2 separate regions of the Rattus norvegicus genome follow, and region 1 is linked to region 2. The links are chromatin contacts, called in public Hi-C maps. All regions are on one chromosome and are shown on one strand. The core of a region is the stretch at or near the end of the contact, and the rest is flanking DNA. Distances in the headings are between cores, read along the strand shown.

Region 1 (4,548 bases), core at 1,663-4,162, 85 kb before region 2:
ACCCATGGTTAGGAACCTGGCTTTCTTCCCAAGCCTCTAGTTCCTCTCTGTAAAATGGGTCTGAAGGATGCTGTAGAAATCCCTGGGAACTTCTACAAAGCTCCTTGCATGTGCTCTGCAAGCTGCTGTTAAGAAGACTGAACCTGAGCCGGAGAGATGGCTCAGTGGTTAGAACTGGCTGCTCTTCCAGAAGTCCTGAGTTCAAATCCCAGCAACCACACGGTGGCTCACAACCATCTGTAATGGGATCCGATGCCCTCTTCTGGTGTGTCGGAGGAGGAGGAGGAGGAGGAGGAGGAGGAGGAGGAGGAAGAGGAGGAGGAGGAGGAAGAGGAGGAGGAAGAGGAGGAGAGGAAGAGGGAAAAGAAAAGAAAGAAGAATATACGGGTTCACTGTGGAATGTGTTCCTCGTACAATCACCCCTCCAGCATTTCCTGAGTGCTGGAGGAAGCCAGGGCCTTCCCATGATGCTGCAAATATAACCATTAATAACATAAATAAAGTTAGGCCCACACTCGTCCCAGCTTTGGAGTGGTTGAGGCCTGCCTGTCCTGTAGCGCAAATTCAAGGCCCAGGCTGGGCATCTCAGTGAGATCCTGTCTCAAAACCGAAAGCAGAGAAAGGAGCTGGGGAGTTGGCTCATTTAGTAAAAGGCTTATTGCTCAAACATGAGGACCCGAGTTCAATTCCCAGCCCCCAAGTAAAATACAGCTGGACATTGGGAGACTGAAAAAGTCACTGGCTGGCCAGCCATCACAGACAGGAGCTCCTGATTCAGTGCTCCCATTACATGCATCAGGATGGTTTGTCACAAAAGGCATGCCTCTCCGCCCTCACATCGAGCCACCACCCCTCCCTCATGTGCCCTTCCACTTGACCTTCTTCCTGGGCCTCAAGACTCGCCAGGTGATCGCAGCCCTGCAGCTTTGTATACTGGTTGTTTTCTCTCTCCATGGTAACCCCAAGGGAAAACTCCAGCCCTCCCTCAACTACCTCCTTATGACACATGAACACTGGTGTCAGCGCAAAGGAACAGGTTCTGCAAATTCTTTACTATCTCCTGGATCTAGGTTAAATCACAGGCTGGTGAGACTCTCAACAGGTAGGGACTCTGACGACCCAAGTTCAATGCCTGGGATCTACTTGGTGGGAGGGGAGAACTGACTTGTCTGAGTTTTCCTCTGACCTCTACTCCTGCATTGTGATACATATGTCCCCATACACACACACACACACACACACACACACACACACACACACACTTATAGGAAGTAGAATGGTAGGTACCAAGGACTAGAGAAAGAAATATTTAATATTTAATGGAGACAGAATACCTTCTCAGGAAGGCATACACACACAAAATGAATAAAACCTTAATTGAAACCATCCTTTCTTCCAACAGTTGCCACTTGACATTTTACTGTCTTCATCAACAATGCCCTCAACTAGAGTAGAAAGTCCATGCGGGGCAGACTCCTTACCTGTGTGGGTCATCTGCCTCCCTGTATGACACCTAGTATTTGGTAACTAGGGACACAGGTTTATAAAATGGACACATACCAGAGAAAACGGAGAAGAGTGGTTGTCACTTCAGGCTAGTGTTGGGGATGTATGAGACTAATCTAATAGGGGCTGAAACCGGGTGCTGGTTAGGGCTGGAGGAAGTCACAAAGTGTCAGACACTGTCAGTCACTTAGCACACAGAAAGAATGCATACTGTCCTTTTCCCAGTGCACAAGACCTGACTTGACCTATGAAATCCATGCAAGACACTTCACAATGTCTTTCTTTTGCTATAGTCCAATCTAGCCTTTAACTTATGACCCTTCTGCTTCCATTTCCCCAAAAGCTGGGAAATGCACTGCCTGCTTTATGCAGTCTTGGGGTGCATACTAAGGAAGCCCTGTGTCCACTAAGCCACCTTAGCCGTTTCTGAGCAGAGTCTTGTGGCAGAAAGCACATTCACACTGTTCAGCCAACACCAACACCCATTCCCAGAACTCCTAACTTCCGAAGAAGGTACCCCGCAGGTGTTAAACACTTTCATTTTCTCCTCCCTAATCCCTGCGGTCTCTTTTCTACTTTCTATGACTTTTTTACTATTCCAGGAACCTCATATAAGCAGGCTCTCGCAGGATATGGCTGGTCTCGTCATCCTGCCTCAGCATCCGGAGCTGCTGAGATTACAGTTGTGTGCCACTTTTTTTTTTTTTTTTTTGCACAACGTCCTCAAGGCTCATCGTACGGTGTTAATTCCCTCCCACCTCTGAAATAAAACACATGCAACATAGCGTCGTTCCTCGTGCTGTACTACTGATCGGATTCTTCAGGGTTCTCGGCTGCAAGGTTCGCAGCGTCCACTGGAGACACTAAGGTCAAAGAAGTTAGGCAGGATCCTGGCTAATGTGCCCCATTCCCGGCCCCACTTCCCAGAAGAGTCACCGGCCCTGCGCACCGACGCACTAGGCGGAGACAGGCACCCGCGCTACCGAGCCTCTGCGCATGCGCCTATGTATCCGTCGGTGCGCATGCGCGGGGACTCCGTTCCCCTGGGTCTAAATCCAGCGATCCGCGGTTTTGCTCCCACCGGGAGTTCTGTTTATAAACACACCGCGCGACCGGCAGCGAGGGGGTAACCCTAAGTCAGTGGAGTTGGGGGTCAGAAGTCAGTGGGCAAGGGGGCGCAGACGGAGAGAACTGCTTCCGCCACCCACGCGGGCTGTGGGATGGCTGCCTGGGCGACCCTGCCACGGCCCCCGGACTGCCGGGCGCCACGTGGTGCGCACGTGGTCCCGCGCGGCGGCGCGCCCCTCCCCCACGGAATCCGCAGTGCCCCCTGGTGGTGCCGGCTGCCCTCCGCGCATGCTCGGATGGCCGCATCAGGCGTCTTCCGGTGTCCCGGCTGAGCTGCACGCCGTTGCCTGACCCACGCGGGGAGAGGAAATAGTGGGCCGCGGTCACATGTGTGGCGGCTACTGCGGGGGGCGGGGCCTCGGAGAAAGACGTACTTTGCCAGGGATGGAGGGAGGGAGGAGTGGATGGAGGAGCACGCATTCTGCGGGTTGGGGTCCCGAAGACCCAGGCAGTAGTCTGTTCCACACTTAGGACACATTCAATCATAAATGAACGGTTCAAAGAGGAAGTTATTAAAACATTACAGGCGCTTTATTATAGCACTTAGTCTTCGAGATGGTGTTTATGAGACTCGAGCTGCTGTCCAAACCCCCAATGCTGATTGTTAAATAGCCTACTGGCTAAGTTACTGCCTTCTTAAACATGCACTTAAACATATTAGAATAATATTTTAAACATTTATTAATTATTGTGGAAATCAGAAGACAACGTATTCAGGTTGGTTCTCTCCATCTACCATGTAAGACCGGTCAGCAGGCACCTTTACCCACTTGAGCCTTCTCACCGGCCCTTTGTACCATGTTCTAAATAGATTTGACATCTAAAGAAATAAGTATTCCGGCTTAAGCATTCAGCACTTGGGAGGCTGAGGCAGGAGGATCCAAAGTACAAGGTTATCTTTGGCTACCTAGCAAGAGAGGCCAACCTGTATCATGCTGTGTCTCAAAATAAAATACATTCCCAGTTGTAACTTTACGTGGCCTATCCTGAAGTATGGGCGTGTTCTGTGACATCCTTGTAACCAGAGAAGGGCCTGGTCAGTTGACCTTGATTGAGTAACATGGAGTGGGTGGGATACCCTCTCTCCCTGAGACTCAGGTCTTGGCTGACCATCCCCAAACCTTGGTGTTTGAACACAGATCTTGCTATGTAGCCTAGGCTGTCCTCTGCTTCCTGGTGAGTGGAATTAGAGGTATCTGCTGCTACACCCAGCTTCCCTTCTTCAACTCCATAGTCACCTCTGTCTCGCTTATATCACAATTGGCATGCCCTGGTGTGCTCTGATCTATAGCTTTTTCCAGGAGGGAGGTAGAGGCTCCTGAGATTCCATGGGTGAAACAGTGTCCCATGTCTGGGAAAATGGCAAGTTAGAAGGTTGTGAGAGGCCAGTCCTCAGCTTTATAGCAGCAGGAAACAGCTGCTTGGGGAGAGACTGCAACAATTTCTCAGAAGGTGGAGCTGCCTGCCTTTCTTCTCCTAGAGGGCATGAGTTTTCAGTGATGACATCAGCTTTTTGGGCATCCTGCTCCTGTAAGTGACCCCAATTAAAAGACTCATTGGTTCACTGAAAGACCCCCAAACTTGGGGAGACTCTCGCTCCAGTCACGGGTTGGGGTACCCCCAGGAAACACGAGTAGCTGGTCTTGATGTAATCAGCAAGAGGCAGTTTTATTTACGAGATCTCGGGCTGACACGTATCCCACACAGGAGACTGAGTCAAGCCCCGAGCCTCTCTAGGCAGGAGCTTATATAGGGAAAACCAGGGGTTTCGTGTGGATACACATAATTGGCTAATACAAAGGGTGCACAGTTACTTTTGGCACGGAGTTACATCAACAAAGCATACGTGTAATCTAGCATCTCAGCAATGTGGGCAGGGCAACTCATCTCACTGCAGCAGGGGGATGACCCATC
Region 2 (4,648 bases), core at 1,835-4,334:
CTGTAGCTGTCTTCAGATACACCAGAAGAGGGCATCGGATCTCTTTACAGATGGTTGTGAGCCACCATGTGGTTGCTGGGAATTGAACTCATGACCTCTGGAAGAGCAGTCAGGTGCTCTTAACCGCTGAGCCATCTCTCCAGCCCCTTGTTTGGGTTTTGAAGGCAGAGTTGGTCTTGCTACAATAGGCTGGTCTATAGGCTCCGACCCTCTAGCTTCCATCTCCTAAACACAGGCCTTGTAAATATCCGCTCACTCGGGTCAGGGATCCACCTGACTCCCAGTGGTCCCAGTGGGTTGTTTTAGGGCTGAGCCCCAGCATCAGGGTTGCCCTGCCTCAGGCGCAGCTCTCTCCTGGTAGCCTGCTTGCAAGGATGGTTCAGTGGGGTGTATTGAGAAAACATGCTGTTCTGAGGTCAGGAAAAGAGTGATCAGAAGCACATCTGCCCTGCAGAAGCTGCTGGGAAACTGTCATTACAGACGGGGGCACTCACCACATATCCCAGCAGTGAGTACACAGGGATCACTCACTGGTGGGAGCCAGGCTCAATCAGCTAAGGTTGCCTTCTGGGGGGTGGCAGAGAAGTATTGGGGGACATAAATGCATACTGTGATAGCCCAGAGTCTCACATGCTAGGGAAACACTGTGCCACTGGCCAGAGCCCAGCCCCTCACTTCTAGATAAGTGCTCTGCCACTGAACTATATTCTCAGACTCTTTTTTTTTTTTTTTTTTGAGGGGGAGGACGGGGGTCAGTAGGAATAGGACCAGGACGGGACTGAGTCTCACTCAGTCTCCCAGGCTGAACTTGAAGCCATTTCTTATCTCAGACCAACCTTGAGCTATAATCCTCCTGCCTCAGCTTCCCTAGTAGCTGGGACGACAGGCCTACAACCATCAGGTCTGTCTTGACTTTTCCTGTCTCTAAGGTGGGCTTTTGCCACACCCTGTGTGCCTCTTCCCCTAAACCCATCCTGTGGACCATGAAGACCTTGACTCTGGAATTTGCTCTTGGAAGTAAAGGTGTACAGGACACTTCCTTGGGAGAAAATGACACAGCCTTGTTCTCTGTGCCCTTAGAACAGGCAGGGAGACTGCATAGACCCAGGATTGATGCTCCACCATCTCCTTGGCTTCGCACAAGGACAAGCTTCCCCTCCCAACCTCCCGACCTCCACCCATGTTGGATGGCCATGGCCTGTCACTAGGAGCTGTGTTCCCTAGGGACTTCTCAGTCTTATGGATGTTTCTTGTCACTGGGGTAAACTCTGAGGTCATTAATGGGCCCAGGTCCACCATGCCATGCCTGGTGCAGGGCGGCACTGCTTGGTGGCTCTTCAGTGATGAGCTCTCACCCTGATGCCACATTTCTCTTGACCATGCTTTGTTCCAAGTCTGGTTTTGAAACCTGGCTCCTAAAAAATCTCCATTTGGTTGTTTTTGTTTTTTTGTTTGTTTGTTTGTTTGTTTGTTTGTTTTTTCTATTCTTTTTTTTTGGAGCTGGGGACCGAACCCAGGGCCTTGCGGTTGCTAGGCAAGCGCTCTACCACTGAGCCAAATCCCCAAACCCCATTTGGTTGGTTTTAAGCTAGGTTCTTACCCTTATGTTCAGGCTGGTCTTGAACTCACAGAGCTCTGCCTGCTTCTGCCTCCTGATTGCTGACATTAAAGGAGTACTATGCACAGAGAAACCTGATTTTTGAGTGTGTGGATGTTGGAGTAAAATCCCCTCAGCTTCCCCACCTTGTGCTTGGGTGTATATTTTCAATTCAGAATTAAATTCGGACTAGTGTGGTGTGCATGCCTGGGCATCCCCACATGTGGCCACAGTAGACATCCCAGTCCATCCTAGACCTCACTGGGATCTTGTCTCAAGGAAAAGAGAGAATTAGATGCAAGCCAGGCGTGTGACCCATGCCTATCATATTTCTAGTGCTCAGAAGAGTGAGGCAGAAGGATGGTGAGTTTGAGACCAGCCTGAGCTATATATCAAGACCCCCTTTAATTAAAAAGAAAGAGAACAGCAGAGAAAGTTTTTGTTTCCCTCCTCTCAGGGCCTCTCCTAGCCTGGTGCGGGGAGGAAGCCAGCAGGCCACCGGAAGAGCTGTGCAAGCACAGAAATGACCAGATGCCTGAGGTGCTCAGAAGGAGAGAATATGAAACCTTAAACTAGAGACTTTAGGATTCTGTGCAGTGTGCACCCCTCCTTCCTACAGAAGGGTCGTGACCCCAGGAGGAATTCATCCTCCCATCATGCCTCAGGGAGCTTTTGCTGTCCCTTGCTCTGTCCTGAGCAGCTCTCAGAAAGAGGTAATCAAGCCAGCAGCCACTCACAGGGTCACATCCCAGGCCTGAGGCACACTGTGCAGGCATCCCTGAGGAGAGGCAGAGGGTAGCCATGCCAGAGAGTGTGACCTGACACTTGTCATTTGCAGCCATGGGTGTTGGCGGAATGATGTGACAGGTTTTCTGCAGTGAGGGCAGGGGCAGGGGGCAGGGGGCAGGACAGTGACGGGACCCCCATCCTCTCCAGAGTTTGATTACTTTTCCCTGTTTAAAGGGTTTTATTTTTAACCTTACATTACATTATTTTTATTTGGTGGTGGTGGTGGTGGTATCTGTCTGTCTGTCTGTCTGTCTGTCTGTCTGTCTGTCTGTGCCACAGTATATACATAGAGGTCGGAGGACAACCCATGGGAGTCAGTCTTCCACCATGTGGATCCCTGGGGTTGGACTCAGGTGGTTTCTTTGGCAGCAAGCCTCTCCACATGCTGCGCCATCTCACAGGCCTGCTAGAACCTCTCTTCGTCAGTTAGCTCGCTGATCAGCCATCCAGCCCAACCCTGGGTTCCGGGCGGTGCTGGCCGTATCTTCTGCACAGCCCACAGCTATGCTGCCATTACCAGTGGCAGGTCACGGTGGAGGAGCTGATGGCCTGTGGCAGAGAATTCTATGTGCCTCCTTTTCTGCCAGCCAGCAGAACCCACCTCACCACCACCACCCCTTCACCTCCACAGCATGTTTTAAGTTCCCTTGTGTGGCCTTACTAGCCATCCAGCCTGTTCTTAGGGCGCCCTCTTGTGGTTACTTTCTCACTAGCCATCCTTTTACGGCTTGGAGCAGCTTGGGTTTGCTTATTGGATCCTCTTGGCCTGTGGACTCGGCTTTGGCCTTGGCCTCAGGGGAGTAAAGCACGTCTGTCCCCTCTTGGGTTCTTTGGTTGTATTTCTCCAGTTTCTGAAGCTGGTTGCCCAGTGATGTGGCCAGTAGGGGAGAAATAACACCCTCCATCCATCATCCATAGTGATTCGGAGACAGTGTCCCCACCCAAAGTCCTTCTTCCCAGGGTCACAGACTGACTGTGTTTTTTTCTTCTCTTTAGTGTCCCCAACTCCTGTCCAGCAAGTCCTCGAGGGGCTGGGTCGTCCAGTTACCGCTTCGTCCAGAATGTGACCTCTGACCTTCAGCTGGCCGCAGAGTTCGCCGCGAAGGCAGCCTCCGAGCAGCAGGCAGACACGTCTGGTGGGGACAGCCCCAAGGTCTGAACCCCAGACACGCTGTTAGGGGTCCTGAGGGTGGCTCATCTGGGGCACTCAAAGTTGGAGCACATGGCTGTGTTGAAGGACCGTTCTACTCACGTCAGTTCTCAAACGTGAGCTTTGCCACTGTAGCGAACCAGAATCCTGTCCCCCACCCAGGTCCTCCTTGTTCCGTCCACTACTAGTGAGACATTTTCAGAGTTTAATAGCAGCCTTTAAAATGACACGTTTGTCTTTCTTTTGTACCTACCCTCTTTACGTTTTTCCAGACAGGTTTCTCTGTGTTATTCTGGCTGTTCCAGCCCTTGCTCTGTAGTCCAGGCTGGCCTCGAACTCACTGAACCTCTGCCTCCCAGATGCAGAGATTAAAAGGCTGCGCCACCACCACCTGCCCCACTCACTGCCCTCTTTTGATGGCGCTGGGAATCGAACCCAGGAGTGATTCTTCAGCGCGCTATGCCGCCAACCCTTTTTGCTTTTTATTTTGGGGCAGAGTCTGACTAAGCAGCCCCGGCAGGTTTTGAACTTGGCTGTCCTGCCTCCACCTCCTTCATAGTTACAGTGACCAGCCTGTGCCACCAGACCAGCCACATTTTCTTTAACTGTGTGTCTCTGTTCCTTTCCATCTGGTGGCTGGCAGTGTGCTGGGGAGTAAGAAACTTGAGAATTCAGTGACTCAGACCTGTTCTCTCTCCCGAGAGGTGGGGCTCGGGATCTTCTGTTCCTTTGCCTCCTCTATGTGTCTGTTTATATACAGTCACACATGTGCAGCTGTGCTGGCCCACACTGCGTCTTTCTCAACTCTTTTCCACCTTATCTTTTCAGGCAGGGTCTCACTGAACCTGGCGCTCACTAGGCAGGGTGGCCAGTGAGTCACGGGGATTACAGTGTGTGACATCACGTCTTTCTGTTTTCACAAGTGCTGGGATCCGAACTCGGGTCTCACGCTGGCATGGCAGGATCTCTGTACACTCAGCCATTCCCCAGGCCCTCGGTTTGTGTTTTGTTTTCCTTGTTTTGAGAGACCCCTGTAGCTGAGGCCGGCCTGACACTCAGAAGTGAGGGAGTACAGCCGTGTGTCACATGGTGTCCGGGCACTATTCTGAATT

Evidence for each region. Hi-C and Micro-C count contacts between places; a contact is called where the count stands out from the background.
Region 1: a Hi-C map of prefrontal cortex shows a contact between it and region 2, with 6 times the contacts expected there. The contact joins two enhancer-like sites. A contact is called at or near these places in 12 of 12 Hi-C or Micro-C datasets (the A7r5 cell line, the Rat2 cell line, Schwann cells and 7 more) and 1 of 1 datasets of contacts at active chromatin or transcription factors (oligodendrocytes).

Annotation. Positions count from the first base shown.
Region 1 is chr12:17,321,860-17,326,407 of GRCr8, reverse strand. It overlaps LOC120095892 (a long non-coding RNA gene), which reads right to left. Exons shown (of 8, transcript XR_010056723.1): 8 at 4,285-4,548. Among named protein-coding and RNA genes, the nearest start is that of Foxk1, 36 kb to the right of the region's middle. Within about 2 kb of position 2,912, at least 82 of the 93 cell types and tissues checked have an H3K27ac peak or open chromatin away from gene starts, as enhancers often do. A contact at or near this core is called in prefrontal cortex, where this site is marked.
Region 2 is chr12:17,237,322-17,241,969 of GRCr8, reverse strand. Foxk1 (forkhead box K1) reads left to right here. Exons shown (of 9, transcript NM_001037219.2): 3 at 3,383-3,539. Among named protein-coding and RNA genes, the nearest start is that of Ap5z1, 18 kb to the right of the region's middle. Within about 2 kb of position 3,084, at least 21 of the 93 cell types and tissues checked have an H3K27ac peak or open chromatin away from gene starts, as enhancers often do. A contact at or near this core is called in prefrontal cortex, where this site is marked.